Linked DNA regions of Mus musculus: region 2 is linked to region 1. A link is a contact called in public Hi-C data. All regions are on one chromosome and are shown on one strand. The core of a region is the stretch at or near the end of the contact, and the rest is flanking DNA. Distances in the headings are between cores, read along the strand shown.

Region 1 (3,349 bases), core at 260-2,759:
TCTATTATATTCTCAGATCTGTGTATTTACTTAAAAGCTGTAACTTTCTGGTCTGAACTCCTTGGTCTCTGCTTTCTCCATCTGTTTCTCATGGTTGAACACCAACACATCTGTATCAGATCCTTGAAGGAAAGGACTGTAGGTGTTGGTTTACACATTTATGCATTTACTTGGTTCTGTATTTCAAGGTGTGGATGGCTACAGATAAATAAATGCGAAATGCCTGATTCTGTAGAAACATCTTTGTACAATGAAACACCTTATACAGACAAAACACTAATGTGCCTGAGACCCTAGGTTCTATATCAGCAATGCAAACAGTAGCAACAAAACAGAAAGCAGTCAGGCTTGGCTTGGAACCTCTGCCACTTAATATCTAAGGTTCCATTCCTTGATTTATATGAAAGAACAATAGCTATTGTAACTGATGTGAGAAAAAGAGCACTGCTAATGCATTCAGCGGGTCTCTACATGCCAGGTGCTACATGAAGCTCTGAGGATACAGCAGGGAAACAGATGAAAACTCCTGTCTTCACGGGGATTACATTCTAGGGAAGGCAGAGAAGAAATGAAATGGGGCATACACAGTCTATTAGATGGTGCCACATGATAACGACAATTTCCAGCGAGGAAGAGGCATGTAGGTATGTGGGAGGAGAGGCTACGTTTGGGACAGGGTATTTGTGAAGGTGGTAATTGAAAAAAGCAAGGGAGGGATGGGTACAAATTAAGGATATTTGAGGAAGGAACATTCTAGCAGAACCAACTGTAACTGCCAAAACTCTTATCAGAAATGTGTCCATCTTTAGACATAAAGCATGGTCTCCCAAATTATCAGTCAAACACATCTAAAGGTATCAAATAGTAATCTTTGAGGCTTGTTCTTAGGAACTTGTTTCAACCAGTTAGCTGTATGCAGGTGCCAGGGTGATCTAGAGGGCCGTAGCAGGTGTGGTGCGGCAGGCGCAGCCTTGGCTTTACTGTATGTACCCTGTGGAAAACATATTTTTTCCCCTTTTAAAAAGAGGCCATGTTGAAAAGGCTGCAGAGACTAGGGAAGCAAAGCGATGGCTGTATCCATGAGAAGCTGGTACTCGAGACTGAGTGAGGACAAGAGAGGAAGCAATGAACAGTGGAGTATGGATAATTTCAACATTGGAGCCGACAGAATTTGCTGACGAGTTAAATGTGAGGTATGAAGAGTGATTATTTCATGATGGCTTCAAGAAAGCTCAGTAAACGCTGCACTAGGAAAAAAAAAAAAAAAGATACTGTAATCACTCAAACCTTGGAAAGCAGGGGAGGAAACCTATTGGATGTATGTGGCCTGGATCTTATGTGCTGAGCCACTCCCTTAATCTTTTGCAAGAAATAGAAAAGGTTTTCAGAAGGGAAAATAGAAAGCTGAACCCTGGCACTTACTGCTGCTTCTCCTCTCCCTCCATGGCCCCCTCCAGCCTGCCACGTGGCAGCTAGGAGTGTCAAGAGAGAACACTGACCTATTCTTGCTAGAAAGGGGCTCCAGAGCGCTGCCACTGTGACTCCAGCGTTGCTAGGCGACTGAGAGCTCAGGAAGAAAAACACAAGCGACTGGGGACTGTGCGCAAGCGCAGTAAGTGTGCTCTGTTGGGCTTTCGCAGCTGGGTGTGGCTTGCTTCAATCCGGGAGGGAAAGAGTCCCTTGGTTTTTAACTACAGCCTTAGGTTGGACAGTGAGTTTGAAGTTGTAGAGCCCTAAACCTAGTGGGGAATCAGCCCAAAACCTAGTGGGGAGCCAGCCCTGTTGGGTTTGAGGAGTGAGCAAGGAAGGCTTCCAGGTCTCCCCCGCTGCCCGTGGAAACCTGTTTTCCATGAGCACTTCAGAGCTGTGCAAGTCCCGATTCTCATGGGGAAGCTTGGCTATCACTTTTTGACAGAATCTGAAGCTTTAAAATAGAACAAAGGAACGCTGCTCTGCAAATGAGGCTACCTGTAGTTTGTGCATCTGCCCTGTCTGAGCGAGGGTTCAGGAGACTGCAGGTTTAGGCAGACTCCCAGCTTGCATGGCTGCACTTTTCCAAAAGCCCAAGCTCCAGGGAAAAGACCTGGACGATCATCTAGCACCTTGAGCCTGGAAATTTTTACTCCATTTTCCAGTTTCCACTACCAGAGCCAAATGCCCTTGGCACGTGTGATAACTAAACCGTTTTTCTGTATAGGAAAGGAAATGGGGTTAGAGATGTTTCTATTGAACTGAACTCTGCTGTGTATGAGGAATGTGCATAAGCATGGGAAGCCAAAGTCATTTTGTAAATTTATATTCGCGTGGGACAGATGTGGGGTAGTGGAGGCTGGCCTTTTACTCAGGTCCTAAAGTCCTGTTAGGGAGAAGAGATTGTGGATACATTTGACATCCAGCAACCTACATACTTGAGTGTGGACTGTATGTGTCTCTGAATAGGGAGTTATGGGTCACCAAATATGAGGGAAATGGCTTGGAGAACCAGAAAGCTAGGAAGGGAGGGGATGGCATGCATGTTTGCTGAGCCAAGCATTCATTGGACCCACTATCCACAGGGAGAAACGTAGTTGAATCCTAACCATCAAACTGATTATGCACATAGGCCCTGGGAGCAACTGGTGTTTGCCTTGTGGATTCACCTCTTGCTAGCTTGTACATAAGGGAGACATTTAGTATCTCAGAGCCTAAAATTCTTCATTCACAAAATCTGAAAATGCCTAGTGAACTGGCTGGCTTGGTGGTTAACTTTACGTAAGCTAGAGTCATTAGACAGGGAGGAGCCTCAGTTGAAATGCTTCCATGAGATCCAGCTATAAGGCATTTTCTCAATTAGTGATCAATGGAGGAGGGAACAGCCCATTATGGGTGGTGCCATTCCTGGGCTGGTGGTCCTGGGTTCTGTAGGAAAGAAGACTAAATAAGCCTTGTGAAACAAGCCAGTAAGCAGCACCCTTTATGGCCTCTGCATCAGCTCCTACTTCCAGGTTCCTGCCCTGCTTGAGTTCTTATCCTGACTTCCTTTGGTGATAAACAGTGATGTGGACGTGTAAACCAAATAAACTCTTTCCCCACCAACTTGCTTTATGGTTATGGTGTATTGTGTAGCAATAAGACCACAACTGAGAGATCCAGAGTTACTGTCAAGTATAGATATAGATTCACTGTTCTAAGAGCAGTGGCTTACTGCTTTATTTTATGACCTTCATGCCACATGCCAATGAAACTTTTCAGTCATGAAGAATGAGGTTGGGGCTGAAGAGATGGCTCAGAGGTTAAGGGCACTGGTTGCTCTTCCAGAAGTCCTAAGTTCAATTCCCAGCAACCACATGGTGGCTCACGACCATCTGTG
Region 2 (3,676 bases), core at 793-3,292, 100 kb after region 1:
GCTTGCTGCCCTCACTTTCCTTTCAATCTAAGAATTGTGTGAAAAATATAAGGGGCTTCCAGTCCCTCACTGAGGAGTATCTCTGGCCTTCACAACAATAATGCTTGGTCTTTTTCAGCATTATTGCTAGAGCAGATAAATCATTCAAATCACCACCCTAGGAAAGAACTTAGAGATGTAGATTGTCACCAGTGACCACCACCCTTAGAAAATATTTGGAAAAATAAAATTGTTTATGAAGCTAGGTTAAGATGCTTTTGCTACTGGCTCTGATGTAGACAATCTTAAACAATTTGAAGTTTAGAAAGGCACATTCTTTTTTTTTTTTTTTTGTCAATCAGTTTAATATATGTCATAGGTAGTTCATATGAATGTTTGTTACAAAATTAGCTGCCACGGTCTGATGTATGGGACTTTGAGAAATCTTATATTACTTAAACGATAACTAAGCACATAAAGTTTGATTCTAAATGTATTTTAAAGATTTGTAAAACAATGTTAAGTCTAAAATTATCTGGCCTTAAAGTGATTCAATTTTGTGTTATTTTTAATAACTTGAACTTGTGAACAGTTAAAAAAAATTACACTTGAATATCCCAGTGCATATATTTCTATTAACCTAGACAAAGCCATGTGAAAAACTCGATATAATCCCCAAGGCAACAGCACACACAGTTTTCACCACAACTCACTGTTACTTCGTCAGAACATAGAAAGCATCGACAAAACCTCACTACCCGCTCCCAACGAAAAAACAACCCTTTCCCACCCCAGCAAAAATAACCTGGTACAAGCAGAGACTTAAGAAATGCTTTCTCAGTAGGAAGCATTTATAAAATGCAGAGATCTCAACAAGCCAAATGCTTATGCACAGAGAGGAACCTCTCTCTACCATCGCTCCCGCCTCATGAGTCAGACAAAATTCTGATTCATTTAAAAAGGCTCACTTTTTAAAAGCATATTTGTGTATATCGACTGGTTATTTGTTTCAAGAAAGTACAAACCGGCCTTGTGGACGATATAAAAGCAGGCGTGGAAGCAAAGTGCACGCCTAAGACAGAGATCAGTTCCTCCATGAACACCTAACAGGCTGCAGCAAGCAAGCAAACCACTGTGACCTCACAGAGCCCAGCCACCTGACTGCTGCTGAGCGGAGGGAGCTAGGTGAAGCACTTCACTTTGTCATGCATTTCTTGCTCAAGAAAATTAAGCACATAACTACTTCAAATCCAGCACTCACAGTGTCATTAGCTCATAGTATCAGGCAATGAGAAACTGCTCCTGTACTACCTACATCTAGAATCTTCCATTGACTTACAGTATCCTAACACTGACAGATTTCCTCCTATAATACTGCCATAGCACCACCCACACACAAACCATACGCTGTACTATGCTCTAAGTCTCTGAATTCATCACCACATAGTGTTCTACATTTCACTTTTTTCACAAGTTTAATGTGGACACAGAAAAAAACAAGCAATGTTTATTGTGCAATTCCAATAGATATTAGGGTCTTGGTTTAGAGTCAGTCTCCATAGTTATTTCAACTGCCCAGTTTAAACAAAAAGCAACAACCTACCTAGAAATTTCACGATCGTTCTTCAAACATCAAAGTAACGCACTGATGATTCACATTATAATTTAAATATATTTTAAAACTACACACACTTTCTATACCGCTCCTTTTATAAAATAATCAAAATAATTTGATTATCTGGAAGGAAATAACTGAAAGAGCCCTTTCATTGTATCTATAACCTCTGTAGACCTCCAAACCAAGAGGAGAGGGTGAGATAAAGATCTCTCAGTCAGCAGAAACTCGTGACTGCTAGGTGCAGACTCGTGCTTTTCCCCGTCTCCGGTGGACGGAGAGCTAACGGCAGCAAGGGCATTCACTTTGATTTGTTTCATTTTCATTTGCTTCTTCTCCAACTTCTTTTGTTCTCTCCTCGAAGCAGCTTCTTCCAGCCTGCGCTGCTTCTCAGGGTCCTCCTAGTTCCTTCTCAGCTCTTTTCTTCTCCTCACGCTTAGACTGTCTGCTCATGTGTCCGCTTCAGAAAGTTCTCTTCCACACGAGCCCGGTTCTTACCTGCTTTTTGTCTCCCTCCTCTGTTGAGTCGGAACTTTTTGGCTTTATCGATAGAATAAATCACCATTTTCATCAGGAGTAGCAAAGACTCCATATCCTTTGGGTACGTGTTGCCTGAGCCAGGCACATTAAACGTAAACAGTCGTGTCCTCTTGCTGTCAGGCGGCTTTAAAGGCGGACCTTCCTCTTGCGTAACCTTTGGACCAGAGAACTGGTCTGAAAAATGAACAGATTCAATCTTGTCAGCATAGTGTGTAAGAACGTGAACCATCTTTAGCCTCATTCCCTCTGTGACTTCTCCCATTTCTGACAGAATGGCCAGAGTCTGGCAGTCCATACTTTGCTCCAGACTTAGTTTATCACTACAAAACTCACTCAGATCCTGCATCTCTTTCTGTAGTCGCAGCAAAGCTCTGCGAGTGCCGACAGCGAACACGTATGTGTCCATGTCCTCGTCATTCATTGTTACTTTTATTTGCACATGATCACTCACTGGCCTCATCATCCGGGCCAGGACATTATGTAAGTCTTCTCTCTCTCTCTCTCTCTCTCTCTCTCTCTCTCTCTCTCTCTCTCTCTCTCTCTCTCTCTCTCTCTGTCTCTGTCTCTCTCTCTCTCTCTGGGGGGGGGGGGGGTTGAGACAGGGTTTCTCTGTATAGCCCTGGCTGTCCTGGAACTCACTTTGTAGACCAGGCTGGCCTCGAACTCAGAAATCCACCTGCCTCTGCCTCCCGAGTACTGGGATTAAAGGCGTTCGCCACCACGCCGGGCAAGTCTTGTCTCTTAAGGAACCTCAGCTGGATAAGCATGCCTTCACAGCACACTCGGCCAGAACACCACAGGTTATAGATGTGCTCGTTCTCCTGATTCAACTTCCCTGTGTTTGTGGCTTCTTCGTTAGTCCCATCATCCCCCACTAAGGTAAAATTGCTCTCCAAAAGCTCTCTATGAGAGTTAAACCAGGCCTGAGAAAGTCGGCTGTTTTTATTCTTCCCAATGATGTAGTTCATGATATAGGCAAGCAGACCAGTCACCATCAACATTTCTAGGTAATATCTCTCCCAACTGTTCTCAAAGTGTGCAGGAACATCAACAATTGTTATTGGGTCTTTATTTTTGTTAGAAGAGGTATCTGGTTTGTCTTTGTAACCCTCAAATTCCTCATCATCATATGGCTCACTTTCTGTATCTCCCTCCTGGGTATCTGCATCTTCGAAATCACCTTCTTGGCTTTCATCCTGCCCTTCCAACTCCACAGTGGCCTCGACCTCATCATCCTCAGTGCTGATCACTCGCTGAGGAGATTCCGTATCAGAATCTTCCATGATGTCCTCAAACTCAGCAAAATCATTGTCATCATACTCTACTGTGTCTTCCTCCTCCTGGAATCATCAAATTTGGCTTCAGAGACACTCCCAAACACCAAGAGGACCACACAGAAAGCATAGAAGGCTTTCATTGCATCTTAAAAACAAGCTATAGATCAACTGTAGATCTGTGTTTGGCCTGCAGACATGTTCTCCTGGACACACACTTGCTATGATCACGAGTGTGAACACTGTACCCGAGGCTGCAACCAGGCCC

The links. A called contact is a pair of places that touch in the nucleus more often than the background predicts.
Region 2: a Hi-C map of uterus shows a contact between it and region 1, with 1.7 times the contacts expected there. The contact joins the enhancer-like site here to the promoter of 4930505A04Rik in region 1. A contact is called at or near these places in 3 of 484 Hi-C or Micro-C datasets (all in uterus), 1 of 115 datasets of contacts at active chromatin or transcription factors (embryonic stem cells) and 1 of 9 other capture datasets (adipose tissue).

Annotation. Positions count from the first base shown.
Region 1 is chr11:30,470,320-30,473,668 of GRCm38.p6, forward strand. 4930505A04Rik (RIKEN cDNA 4930505A04 gene) reads right to left here and starts at 1,510. Exons shown (of 5, transcript NM_001100394.1): 1 at 1,423-1,510. The coding sequence starts at 1,445.
Region 2 is chr11:30,570,904-30,574,579 of GRCm38.p6, forward strand. The region is part of intron 3 of Acyp2 (acylphosphatase 2, muscle type); the gene reads right to left. It also overlaps the pseudogene Gm12097. Among named protein-coding and RNA genes, the nearest start is that of Acyp2, 77 kb to the right of the region's middle. Within about 2 kb of position 2,043, at least 8 of the 459 cell types and tissues checked have an H3K27ac peak or open chromatin away from gene starts, as enhancers often do. A contact at or near this core is called in adipose tissue and uterus, where this site is marked.